Linked DNA regions of Sus scrofa: all the other regions are linked to region 3. Evidence: chromatin contacts called from public Hi-C data. All regions are on one chromosome and are shown on one strand. The core of a region is the stretch at or near the end of the contact, and the rest is flanking DNA. Distances in the headings are between cores, read along the strand shown. Region 1 holds the start of CLNS1A (methylosome subunit pICln). Region 2 holds the start of NDUFC2 (NADH dehydrogenase (ubiquinone) 1, subcomplex unknown, 2, 14.5kDa). Region 3 holds the start of AAMDC (mth938 domain-containing protein).

What was found. Hi-C and Micro-C count contacts between places; a contact is called where the count stands out from the background.
Region 1: a contact with region 3 is called in a Hi-C map of liver, with 10 times the contacts expected there. The contact joins the promoter of CLNS1A here to the promoter of AAMDC in region 3. A contact is called at or near these places in 1 of 5 promoter capture datasets (liver), 10 of 47 Hi-C or Micro-C datasets (embryonic fibroblasts, heart right ventricle, liver and 4 more) and 1 of 2 datasets of contacts at active chromatin or transcription factors (alveolar macrophages).
Region 2: a contact with region 3 is called in a Hi-C map of subcutaneous adipose tissue, with 1.7 times the contacts expected there. The contact joins the promoter of NDUFC2 here to the promoter of AAMDC in region 3. A contact is called at or near these places in 1 of 5 promoter capture datasets (liver) and 2 of 47 Hi-C or Micro-C datasets (heart right ventricle and subcutaneous adipose tissue).

The regions. Positions count from the first base shown.
Region 1 is chr9:12,111,671-12,116,064 of Sscrofa11.1, forward strand. CLNS1A (methylosome subunit pICln) reads right to left here and starts at 1,998. Exons shown (of 7, transcript XM_003482570.4): 1 at 1,781-1,998. The coding sequence starts at 1,905.
Region 2 is chr9:12,489,805-12,494,254 of Sscrofa11.1, forward strand. It overlaps NDUFC2 (NADH dehydrogenase (ubiquinone) 1, subcomplex unknown, 2, 14.5kDa), which reads right to left and starts at 2,703. Exons shown (of 3, transcript NM_001244743.1): 1 at 2,414-2,703. The coding sequence starts at 2,588.
Region 3 is chr9:12,275,748-12,280,154 of Sscrofa11.1, forward strand. It overlaps AAMDC (mth938 domain-containing protein), which reads left to right and starts at 2,780. Exons shown (of 4, transcript XM_005667169.3): 1 at 2,780-2,900. It overlaps RSF1 (remodeling and spacing factor 1), which reads right to left and starts at 2,373. Exons shown (of 20, transcript NM_001142834.2): 1 at 2,364-2,373; 2 at 2,176-2,361. The coding sequence starts at 2,361.

The sequences.
Region 1 (4,394 bases), core at 748-3,247, 160 kb before region 3:
TCCACTTTCCACCCCTTAAAAGAAACTGCTCCCCCAAGATCACTAAAGATGTCTTTGTCAATACCCAACAGGTGCTTCTCAGATGTGATTTTATTTGACTGCTCCTCCCCCTTAAGTCTCTTCTTCCATCATCTCTTGGTGTAGCTGTGTCTCCAGGTTTCCATCCTTGGCCTTCTTGTCTACCCATCTTTAGTACCACTCTCCCAAGAAACCCCTTCATATGTGCAACTAATTCACACATATCCAGACTAAACTCATGAACTGCTCCTTACCCCAAACTTGCTTTCCTTCCCATCCACATTTCCTATCTCAGTGACTAGTCAAACTCCTAAGTTTGCTCAATGACTAGATTTCCCTCTAAACCAAGCATTCTTTACATTTTTTGTGCCCTCTATGGCAGGAGGTTTTGGCCCCCATGACTTTCATATCTTCTGTGAATATATTAGGTAACATGGCAAAAGGGGCTTTGTGTATGTAATTAAGGATACTAATCAACTGAAGACAAAATAGGGAGGTTATCCTGGCACATCTGTGTGAGTCCCATATAATCATGTAAGCTCTTTTTCTTTTTTAGGGCCGTAGCCAGGGCATATTAAAGTTCCCAGGCTAGGGGCCCAATCAGAGCTGCGGCTGCCGCCTACACCACAGGCACAGCGATGCCAGAACTGAGCCACATCTGCGACCTACACCAAGATCACAGCAAGGCCAGGTCCTTAACCCACTGAGCAGGGCGAGGGATCAAACCGGCATCCTCATGGATACTCATCTTGGGTTACTGCTGAGTCCCAGGGGGAACTCCCATGTGAGCTCTTATAACCAGAAAATTCTCCCTGGCTGTAAACAGCAGAAACAAACGTCAGAGAGATTTGAAGGACAGGGAGAAAACAATGTGCCATTGTTGGCTTGAAGATGAATGAACCGGAGTTCCCTTTGTGGCACAGCGGAAAGGAATCCAACTAGGAGCCATGAGGATGCGAGTTTGATCCCTGGCTTCACTCAGTGGGTGGGGGATCCGGTGCTGCCTTGAGCTGCGCTGTAGGTCGCAGACACCGGCTTGGATCCCACGTTGCTGTGGCTGTGGTGTAGGCTGACAGCTGTAGCTCCAATTGGACCCCTAGCCTGGGAACTTCCATATGCCCTGGGTGAGGCCCTAAAAAAAAAAAAAAGAATGAACTATGTCCTGGAAATAGGTACCTCTATTCTGCCACCTCGATATTTAAGACATATCTATGTGACAATGAAAGTACATAGTGTTCCGGGTACTCAAATAAAAAGGCGATTCCTTCCAGGAATGACAATGAGAGCAAGGTCCCTCTGGATATAACCCAGCCTCCCTGAAACGGAGGATGTTCCTCTTCCCACCCACACCTACAGAAAGAAACCTATACGCCTTACCCAAACTCTCAAAACCCTGCACAGTCTGCCCTAAACCTACAAGCCTGCCCAGGGCAACAGCTCTCACGCCTGCTCCTCGCAGGAGGCAGGCACATGGATGACTCTAACTCAGGGCCTGGAAACTCAACATTTTAAAACGACACCCTTGAGGGAGAGCCACACTCTTATCGGACCGCGGGGGAAAAGCGTAATTAAAGAGGAGAGCCCTGCCTGAGGAAGAGAGAAGAGGCGGCACCGAGGACAGGACACTGGAACAATCGAGTCTTCCTCTCAGCAGCCCGCCCCGCAGCCCCCGAGGCGGTGGTCTCGCCGCCGATCGTCCCTAAGGCCGGCGCCCGGGGGAGGCGGCGCGCAGGCCGCCCGCACTAGGGAACAGGGACCCTACCTCTCCGCGATGTAAAGGGTGCCAGTGCCCAAGCCCTTCCCGTTCAGCACAGCCTCCGTATTTGGCTGCTGCTGCCGGAGCCCCTCAGCCGACCCAGGCGGCGGGAAACTCCTGAGGAAGCTCATTGCAGCAGGGAGCTCACAGACACAGGCCGCCAGCGAGCCGAAGCACCACAAACCCCGCTCGCGGCGTCCCGCCCCGGAAACGGCCGCGATGACCCCGGAAGAGCTACTTAGCCGCCCCGGAATTTAACCCTGTCTGCCATAGAGACGAGCTGTTCTAGGGCAAGATCTCGGAGGCCAGAGAGGCCCCGGTGTGTCGCAGTGACGCCGTTTCCCGTCACCCTCCTTTTTCTGAAGCCCCAAGCTTGGAATGACAGAGCGTTCTCAACGGCATCCTAGGTCAGGGTCATCACTGTAACCCTGGGAGAGAGGAGGCGCAGGAATAATAAATTCCTTTTTCTACAAAAGGGGAGACGGAGGCGTGAGATAGGGAGTCCATACCTGAAGATGCATAGAAAGTAGAGGCCACACTGATTTACAGGTCAACGGTCTCCTAACTGGATTCCGCTTTTTCACCGCGCCTGCTTGCGTCATCTCAGCCTGTGCAGGCCTCAACTTAAGAGTTATGCCCTAGGTATTCGTCTAGGTCCTGACACTGCCCTAGTGCATAAGCCACGTATCCCCGGGTCTATAACTATTAGGGATATGGAAATCAAAACTACAGCGAGATTCAGTCCCTGGCCTCGCATAGTGGGTTAAGGATCCCGCGTTGCCGTGAGCTGTGGTGTAGGCCGGCAGCAGCAGCTGGGATTCCACCCCTAGCCTGGAACTTACATATGCCGGGAGAGCGCCCCCCCAAAGAAAAAACTCCAATGAGGTATCCACCCACACCTAAAAAAAGTCTACAAATAACAAATGCTTAGAGGGTGTGGAGAAAAGGGATCCCTCTTACACTGTTGGTAGGAATGTAAGTTAATGCAACTGCTGTGGAAAACAGTATTGAGGTTCCTCAGAAAACTAAAAATAGAATTACGGTATGATCCAGTAATCCCACTCCTGGGCATGTACCATGACAAAACAATGATTCAAAGTGATACATGCACCCAGTGTTGATTGAAGCACTACTCAAAGTAGCTAAAACTTGAAGAAAAAAAGAGAAAAACATAAATGGCCATTGACAGATGAATGAATTAAGAAGATACAGTAAATATGTACAATGGAATACCACTCAGCCATAAAAAGGAATGAAATAATGCCATTTTCACCAACATGGGTGCAACTAGAGATTATCATACTAAGTAAAGTAAGTCAGATAGAGAAAGACAAATACCATATATCACTTATATGTGGAATCTAAAATATGGCACAGGAGTTCCTGTTGTGGCTAAGCAGTAACAAACCTGACTAGTATCCATGAGGATGCAGTTCAATCCCTGGCCTTCCTCAGTGGGCTAAGGGTCTGGTATTGCTGTGAGCTGCGTTGTAGGTCACAGATGCAGCTCGGATCTGGCGTTGCTGTGGCTATGGTGTAGGTCAGCGATTGCAGCTCTGATTCAACCCTTACCCTGGGAACTTCCATATGCCTCCAGTGTGGCCCTAAAATGAAAGAAAAAATTTTTTAAAAGAAAACACATAAGAAGGTTGAATTGCCCAAGGTCCATAGTAACTAAGTGACAGAGCGTGACTTAGAACCTGAGCAGTAGGGCAGCACAGCCAACACCCTTTCAACCACTACACATGATGGGGCTGGAAAGTAGGCCAGGTCAGTCTGGAAAGGGCTGTGTACAGAAGAGCCTTGACATTCATACATAACTTGCCACAAATTATCCCTCAGTCTGTAACATTTTGCTAAGATAGGCAGTGAGGTGATGAATGAGCCCAGCGACTGCCCTGCACTGACACTCAGCTTTGCCTCTTATCATGAGTTAGTTTTCCTTTCCACTGTCACAAAACCATACTTCAGGAGTTCCCACTGTGGTGGAACAGGACTGGCGGTATCTCTGGAGTGCTGGGACACAGGTTTGATTCCTGGCCTGGAACAGTGGATTAAGGATCCAGTGTTGCTACAGTTGCGGGACCTGGCCCAGGAACTTCCCATGCTGCAGGTGCAGCCAAAAAAAAAAAAAAAAAAAAAAAGAAAAAAAAAAAGAAAAGAAAAAGAGAAAAAGACTTACTACTCTTGTCAAGAAGTCAATATTCCCTCAAATGATTAGCAGATTAATATGAACCCTATCAAAATTCCAATTATCTTTTTGACAAAAATTGACATGCTGAAGCTAAAATTCATATGAAAATTCAAGGTACCTAGAAAAGTAAAAATAATACTTAAAAAAAAAAGAGCCAAATTGGAGGACTCACTTCCTGATTTCAAAATTTATTACAGGGGTTCCCATTGTGGCACAGCAAAAACGAATCCGACTAGTATCCATGAGGTTGAGGGTTCCATCCCTGACCTCGCTCAGTGGGCTAAGGATCCGGCGTTGCTGTGGCTGTGGTGTAGGCCAGCAGCTGTAGTTCCGATTCAACCCCTAGCCTGGGAATTTCCATATGCCATGGGTGCAGCCCTTAAAAAAAAAAAAAAAACTTATTACAAAACTACAATAATCAAGATT
Region 2 (4,450 bases), core at 1,453-3,952, 210 kb after region 3:
GGTGGAAGACCTACACCACAGCTCACAGCAACACCAGATCCTTAACCCACTGAGTGAGGCCAGGGATCAAACCTTCATCCTCATGGACGCTAGTCATGCTGAGCCATGGTGGGAACTCCTAAATCCTGTCAATTCTATCTTATAAATACTTCCTTTCCTCACTTGAGGGAATTTATGCTCAGCTACACTAACTGGTCTCCTTTTATCTCATTTTCCACTCCACACTGATCCCAGCTTTTACCGTTTTTAAGAGGAATTTTTTTTTTGTCACCACAGCTCACGGCAGCGCCAGATCCTTAACCCACTGAGCAAGGCCAGGGATCGAACCCGCAACCTCAAGGTTCCTAGTCGGATTCGTTAACCACTGAGCCACGACGGGAACTCCAAGAGGAATTTTTACTAAAATACAAACCTAGCCTGTCAGCCTCTTCTTCAGTTATGGCCATCAGGATCCTAAATTCCTGTATACAACCTCCTAGGCCTAGAAACCGCTGCATGCCATGGGCATGGCCAAAACAAACAAACCAATGAGGTGAGATTAAGTGGCACATACTTCAAGTTTAGCCAACCCTTTCTTCCTCTGGAACAGTATCTCTCCAATCTGCTTTCTTCCAAAGCACACTCTGCCCACCCACTTCTATTAGAACACTGTGTGTCACACCTAGATCCACACCTGTTTATCCGATATATCCAATGTGTAATACTGCCTGGCACAGAGAAAGCTCAATAAAGGCTGAACAACTATATGGTACATCATTTGCGTAACGAGAGCTAAGGAAAGGGAAACTTGTTTAGCACCTTCTGTGTGCCAGGTCATTTACCTACAGAATTTCCCATAATTCTCTCCACACAAACAAAATGCAAAGAAGAATTATCCTTATTTTACAGATGAGGAAACTGGCTCAGACCAAGCAACTTGCCCAAGGTGACAGTGGAGCAAGGTCATTTAGTTTCAAAGTGGACCTCTTTCCATGACACCAAGCAACAGGCTTGGGCAAGTATGGAGTGGTGATACATCCAGCACAGATGGAATTTCAAGTCTATGTGAGCACCAGAAATGCTGATATGGTGGGCTTACAGACAGCTGGAAGGCAAAAGAGGCAAAAGCGGGGTGATTCCTGGTTGCTTGAACCACTGTATAAGCTTTCTTCCTAAATGGGCTCCTTTGACTCCAATCAGTTCCTGACAAAGCTGACCTTTTATTTATGCTTTTTTTTTAGGGGTGCACCTGTGGCATATGGAAGTTCCCATGCTAGGGGTCGAATTGGAGCTGGAGCCACAGCCACAGCAACTTGGGATCTGAGCCAAGTCTGTGACCTACCCCCACAGCTCACAGCAATGCCAGATCCCTGGCCCACTGAGAGGAATCAAATCCGCATCTTCATGGATACTAGTCAGATTCATTTCCGCTGCATCACAACGGGAACTCCCAAGCTGACCTTTTAAAACACATGTCTGATGCCTGCACTTTCCCTCACAGCTCTCAAAAGCATGTAAGGTTCCTGTATGCCTAGAGAACAAACTGCCATGATCTACCTAAATCTTTGTTGCCTTATCACCCTACTCACTCATCTTCCCCTCATTCACTCCCACTGGCCTCTCATGGGCCTGGAAGGCTCTAAGTATCTGTCAAAATAAATATCAAAGCTGAGTTCAAAGACACCTTCTACAGTTTCCCTCTTTTCTCTTCTGCAGCCCTTAGTACAGCTACTGTGTTACCTACTACCAGTGTTGATCTCTGGCAGGTGGCCACTGACCTATAGGAAATACAACCCAGTGGTTTAGAGCCTCCTACTCTATGTGAGGTCTCCAGACCAGCAGCATCTGAGAGAATGTGAACATCAAAACTGTCGCCAGATCTAAGGAATCTGAATCCGCATTTGAACAAGACCCCCAAGTTATCAGTATGCACACTAAATCTGAGAAGTGTTGGTTCTGAATAGAGACTCTGAGGTTTGAAAACAGAACGCGCCACATGACCTTGGGCAAGCTGCTTTAACCCCTCTCAGGCTCTGTTTCCCCACTGTGGATAATCCCCCCTCCCCCAAGGTGTTGGAAGACTAAATGCTATAATGCACGCAGTGTTAGTAGTGCACTGCACAGACTGATCACCCATTTTTGCACACCCCACAGCGCAGAGAGGGGAGCAGGGAGTTCACACCTGGTCCTTACAGACTCACTGTGAGGTCGTGGTTTGCATTGCACCCTCGGTTGGACCTGAAGTGCAATGACGCTCTAGTCGGGCCCGATGCTGAGGAGCTGAGCGGGCACGCAAACCTCAGGAAGGCGAGGCGGGGCCTTTTAGGCGAAAGGCCCTGAAAAGCGAAGGCACCTCGCGCAGCCTGAGGTGGAGCCGGCCCTGAGCCCCGCGACCCCCACTCCTCCCATCCGATCCAGCCCGCGCAGCCCTCACCGGCCGACACCACTGGCCTCCGCCGGATCGCGTTATCAATCAGGCCGGAGCAGTAGCCCAAGAAGCCCATGTAGACGAGCCGCGGGTCGGTTAGCTTGGGCGGCGGCAGGCTCCGGGCCTCATTCGGAAGGAACTGTAAGGGCACTCGGCCCGGCCGTCCGCTCATCATGGTCATGCCGTTCCCACTTGAGGCCTGGTTTCAGGCCGCCAACTACAAAGAAAAGCACCACGACCACTGCAGGAGCCCAAGCCACAAGCCTTCTCCTCCGAGCGCGGGGCTGAAGGGCATCGCGCAGGGCGGTGCGGCGCCCAAACGCTTCCCCGTGCGCGCTGCTACCGGAGCCGCGGAAGCGAGGTTCCGGGCTACTAAGTGGCCCACACTGTTCGCCTGACTCCCGGCGCTGACTCCACTGGTGGAGTTTTGGAGGCTTGGTTCCTGGGGTCGAGATGCCAAGCAAAACGAGCCCCCCCCACACCCCTTTTCTCTCTCTCTCTCTCAACCTCCCAATCGCAATTGCCTCTCCTTCCCCGAATGTTCCTTCAGCAAGAATTTATTTTTGCATATGACATTAACAAATGCGTTTGATGGTTAGTTTTAAGAAACGTAATTAATTACATTTTTATAAAAGCTAGTTTTCACTTTTTGGGTTTCCCATCGTTCATTCGCACAGACACACCTTTCAAAATCTAAAATTAACGTCCAGTCAGCCATAAAGAATTCACAGAAGTCAAGACTGGGTCATGTAGCCAAAATCGAAATTTAGCCTGGGTCTTCAGGTCCTTGCCCGTGGCTGGGAGACGAGCTATTTCCTAAAGGTTTGAGGAGTGAAAAAAAAAAAAAAAAAAGAAGGAATCCATAACAATCTGTCAAGTAATTGTCCAGTCTCCACTAGCCCGCCTCCAATACTGAAGCACTCAGATCTCTGAATAGCTCTCTGTCTAGACAGCGTTTCCTAACAAGGAGCTAAAATGTCTTTTCTTGTCTATTCTTTAGCGGGATCAACATTTTATCTAGAGAAATATTCGTTAAACCAGAGGTTCATGCAAAGTTATATGCATCAGGTATTGACCTTCAAAGTGGAAGAATATATCAATTAATAAAAGATGGGTCTTTTATGCCTACAAAAAGCACTTCTAGATCTGTGTATATTTCAAGTTAGGGTTTTCTAAAGGAATGTATATTGGAACAGTTTTCTGGAAGGCAGCAAATGTTCCAGAGGTCAAAATTCGCTTTTTGACCCAGTAATTACATGTCTGAGGAGCTCTCTTGCGTAAATACTAGTATAATATACAAAAAGTTTTATTGTGCAATCTTTTTTTTTGGCATGCCTGCAGCATATGGAAGTTTCCAGGCCAGGGGCTGAATCTGGGCCACAGGGGTGACTGGGATTCCTAACCCACTGTACCACAAGAGAGATCCCTGCAGTCTTTTTTTTTTTTTTTAACTAAATGTTTCTTTTAAAATTATATCAAAAGAATGAAAACCACCAAAAATCTATTTCAGGATTATGCAAATTTTCCAGCACTAGATGAACCACTAGGCAAACACAAATATTCCAGTGAGGTTTACACATTTTTTTAGTATTTCTGCTGCTGAAGCGTGCACCTTCTGTTCATTTTTCTTTCTTTCTGTCTGTCTTTTTAGGGCTGCACCCCCGCCATATGGAGGTTCCCAGGCTACAGGTCATATTGGAGCGATAGCTGCTGGCCTATGCCACAGCCATGCCAGATCTGAGCCGTGTCTGCAACCTACACCACAGCTCATGGCAACACTGGATCCTTAACCCACTGAGCGAGGCCAGGGATTGAACCTGCATCCTCATGGATACTAGTCAGATTCATTTCCGCTGAGCCATGATGGGAACTCTTGTCCATTTTTTGATTGGGCTGTTTTATTGTTGAGTTGTATGAACTGTGTGTGTATTCTGGAGATTAAGCCTTTGTTAGTCACTTCTATGTGTACTGATAATAGAACGAACTTCAAAATATACTAAGAAAAGAAGTAAGAATGTAACAGTAGGTATAATTTGTGTGTAT
Region 3 (4,407 bases), core at 1,530-4,029:
TATTACAAGTTGGTTAACCAGTTAACCATCATCAAAGAAATCTCTCTCTTGCCCAAGTAACAGCATTTCACCTGCACAGACTTTTCATTTGCCAAGTATCTTGAACTGTGTAACATTAATTAATAATTATTCTTTCGTCACCTTATGACACAGTCGATTATCATATACTATCATATATAATTCAACCTTAAATAGAAAGTAACATGAAGTATTAGATTGACCCTGATATGTTTCTTGTTACGAACAGAAGCCAAATGCAGTGGCCAAAATACTTAAAACAAATAGAGAAGCAAGCAACCTTGCATATCACCAAATATAATGCCATCACAGAAGTTTATGTTTGCATACAACTTGGTCCAAATATATTCTGAAAAAATTGACCAGCAACTCCTTTTCCCAAAATCCCACATTTCTCTCTTAAAGATACACCACCTTCATTTCTCAAGGTATCCTAAAGTAACTTATAAGGCATTCTCCTCCATAATAACCATTTCCTTCACAAATGAATGTAAATTTGTACTTGAATTACAATACTGAGGAGTTTCATTTTTCAAGAAATTCTGTAGGTAGTCTTTATATATGCAACATTTTATATGCCAGAATTTGTGAATGGTAGAGTACATTTGGCAGGTAAGAAGAGACAAACGCCTGCACCATAACTCCTGTATTAATGTGAGTCTTTGGTAGCCATGATATTATTCGCTCTATAGGTAATATTTTGAAGAACTTCACACTTGGGCTCTTCCTAGCTGTGTAAATATATTCTGTTAATAGAAACTTCTTCATTTCCCTGAGAGAACTGAAGATCGATCCTGATTTCTTGGAAGGGAAATAGCTATCTGTTTTGCACAATACCTAGTCCACTTTGGCCACCTCTACGGAAAAAAAGAAGGGGGGATAAAGACCTATTTGGAAACGTTTCTTCTCACCAAGGGCTGTTCCCAGATAAAGGCAAAGCTCAGAGTTCAACAAATAAAACCTTCTCTGAGGGAAGAAATGTGCCAGAAAAAGGGAGGCATGGATCGAGAATAAACAGGGAATACGTGTAAGCGCTCAGTGAGGGTTGCAGGCAGCAGGCGCTGCGCGGAGATGCTCCAGCGAGAGACCCAGCAGCAGCAGCAGCAGCAGCAGCAGCAGGAAGTTTCAATGGGGCCGGGCAGAGCATGCGCCCTGCACCGCGCGGTGGCCTTATGTGGAAGGAGCACCACTTGCGAACACCAATAATAGACCAGCGGCACCAGAGAGAGAAACATGAGCAACAAGCACCTTCTTCAACTGTTTTCCCCTCCGTCTGAGCCCCTCCTCCAGCCTACACACTAACCACTCCACCCCACCCTGCAAATGAGAGGGCGACTTCTTCTTCCCCTAAGCCCTACTGCCAAGACGAAGGGGGAAGGACTGGAAAAGTCGGGAGATGCTTTTCTATTATTTGTGGGAAGGTGGGGAGGAGGAGGAAAACTATGGGGGGGGGATTAACCCTCTACCCTCCAAAGTGGAGAAGCTGAACCGACTTCACCTCCCCCTCCAAAACAAGAATGGAGAAGGACCCCCTCATCAGGAGGAGGAGCAAACCTCCGACAGGAGTTTCAGGGGTTAAACCGGCCCTGGAGGAGAAGGGAAGAGAGACCAAGCCGACTCTCTCGGGGAGTTCCCACTAGAGGAGGGAGAGATGAAGTGTCCGCTGGCCCCGCCCACCCAGGTGAGGGAGAGAAAGGGGCGCCCCGAGAAGATGAGCCCAGCCTCCCCCGAGATGGTCGGAGGATGTGGGAGGAGGGGAGGGAGTGAGGGAGGGGTGGAGGAGAAAGCGCAAAGCTGGCCGGAACCTGCCCTCGCCTTCCCCCGCCACCGAGAAGGAGTAGGGGTGGGGGCCGGCCCCCGCCGCGGGATACCAGTCCCAGGGGCGACCGACCAGCACAATGACCCTTCCCCGCCCCCAGCCCAGACCTGACCCGCCAAGCCCCCACCGTCCCTGGGCGCCGGGCGGAGTGGCCCTAGGGGCCTCCGCCCCGCCTCCCCACTGCCCAAGACCCCCCGGGCTGGGCGGAGAAGACTGGCCAGGCGGAACTGCGCCCCCGCCGGAGGACAGAGCCGCGGAGGCCCGGGGTGTCGGCGAAGAACGAAGAGAAGGAGTGTGCCAGGGCCGCTTCCCGCCGGGCTTTCGGGCCCCTCGCTTACCTTCTCCGTTGCCGACGTCCGGCGAAGGAGCTTGCAGCACCCGCTCCAGCTCGGGGAACGGCAACTCGGGCAGGTCGAGCAGCGGCCCGTAGCGCTCCAAGAAAGAGCAGACTACGGCGAAGTTGGGGCACGAACCCGGGCAGCCCGGAGGAGCCATCGCCGCCGCCGCTGCCGCCGCCGCCGCCATTTGAACTGGAGATGGAGGAGGAGGAGGCGATGGAGGGGTGGGGGGAGTTGGGGTGCCGAGGAATAGCAGGGCAATCTTACAGGCGACAGGAGGCGCTAGCAAGTGGGCGCCCCTGCGGATCCGAGCGTCTCAGGCACGGCGCCGCGATCCCACAATACAACAGCGGCCCGGAGCAGTCGAGAACCGAGTCAGACGGAGGAAAGAGAGGCGCTCCGTGCCTTTCACTTTCCGCCCTCTTTCCGCACCCCCACCCCCTTCTCCACTCCTCCCACCTCGGGTTTGCACTGCCTCGGTGTGACAGGAGGAATGAAAACAAGGGCTGCAGGGCAGGGAGGCGGGCTGGAAGCTGGGAGGCGGGACTTTGTAGGAACGGTGACCAATAAACCTGAAGGGGGCGGAGCTTCGCGCGTCGACTGGCCGAAAGGCTTTTTCAGGGCGGGCGAAGGGGAGGAGCGTTTAGATGCGACAGCCTGAACGTAGGTGAGAGGTAAAGCACGGAGCGGTTTGAGAGTGCGGCTCCTTGGAGAGAGGGCGTTGGGTAAGTTTTGGGGGCGCTCCTCGACCTGAAACTGGGCTACTGGTTAGTAGGGGAAGTTGAAGGGAGTGAATAAGAGGACACTTGGGGAAAAAGCACGATTATGAGAAAAAAATAGGAGAAGGGAAATGTATTAATTAATTATGTTGGGATGGGACCTTTTATGAAGAAGTCTCAGCGAAAATTTGCTGAGGGATACTGCTGAAGTACAAGAACCGCACCTGTGCTGGAAAAGCAGGGCCTGAAGACTCTGGAGGACGACGGCCTGATGCACCGGGGCTCTGCTGGGATCGTCACCCTGAGGAGTTGTGGTCCTGATAGGAAACCAGGATCTAAAGGGACCATGCCCTTCACGGGAACCAAGGCTTGAGATGACAGGGCCCTCCTGCGGTTGTCTGGGTGGGGGTGGGGGACTTTGTTGAGGTGCGAAGATCTGGGAAACTAGGCGCTGCAGGGGACCAGAATCAGAGGTGGGCTACACCTGCCCTGAGGGCGGACTTGGTAGGAGACTTGGTCCAGCTGGGTTGCAAGGACAAAAAGCAAGACTTGAGCCCTAATAGAATGGCTTCAGGACGTGGCAGATTTTTCATTTCTTTAAACTTCGGTGAAGTGGGAGTGGTTATAGTACCTATATCATAGGATTTTACTAGATAATTCACAGTACACTGATTAGCACAATGCCCTGGCACATTGTAAATTCTTAAAAAATATTAGTTGCTATTATATTAGAAGAAAAGAGTTCCTAAAATTTAGATTGAATTAAGCAATATGCAATTTATACAGTTCATTACTTTGAGCCAAAAGTTTCTGTGTGCATTTTAAGGTTATATAGTTTCTACTTACTAAAAAGAATTTTACAAACAAGGTATAATGTAAACTATGTAAAACAGAATAATAATTAAAGGAAAGTAAAGAAATATATAGGCAATCGATTATGTTGAGAACAGAGAAAATGATCACCACAATTAAACATTGAATTTTGTTCTGAATTTCTAGGTAAAAAGGAGAAAAACCATAATGGTCTGTGTCATATTAATTAGCTAAAGAAACAACAAGACTCCTTTATCAAGAGGAAAAAATTCTGGAGTTCCCTCTGTGGCATGGTGGGTTTAATGATCCTCCTTGTCTCTGTGGAGCTGCCAGTTCGATTCCAGCCCAGTGCAGTGGATTCTGGATCTGGTGTTGCTACAGCTGTGGCACAGGTCACAGCTCCAGCTCAGATTTGACTCCTGGCCCCAGGAACATCCATATGCTGCAGATGGGACCAAAAAGAAAAAAAAAAAAAAAAAAGAGAGAGAGAGAGAAAAAATTCTATGTTGTAAGCAAAATTTATTACCTGGAATACTGATTTCTAATACACAAATCCTTTTTAAAGGAAAAAAATGTTCTTTTGAACTTTAGAAAGACCCTTGAAAATTCCAGTTAAAGAAGTGCTGATGAGGAGTTCCCTTGGTGGCACAGTGGTTCACAAATCCAACTAGGAACCATGAGGTTTCGGGTTTGATCCCTG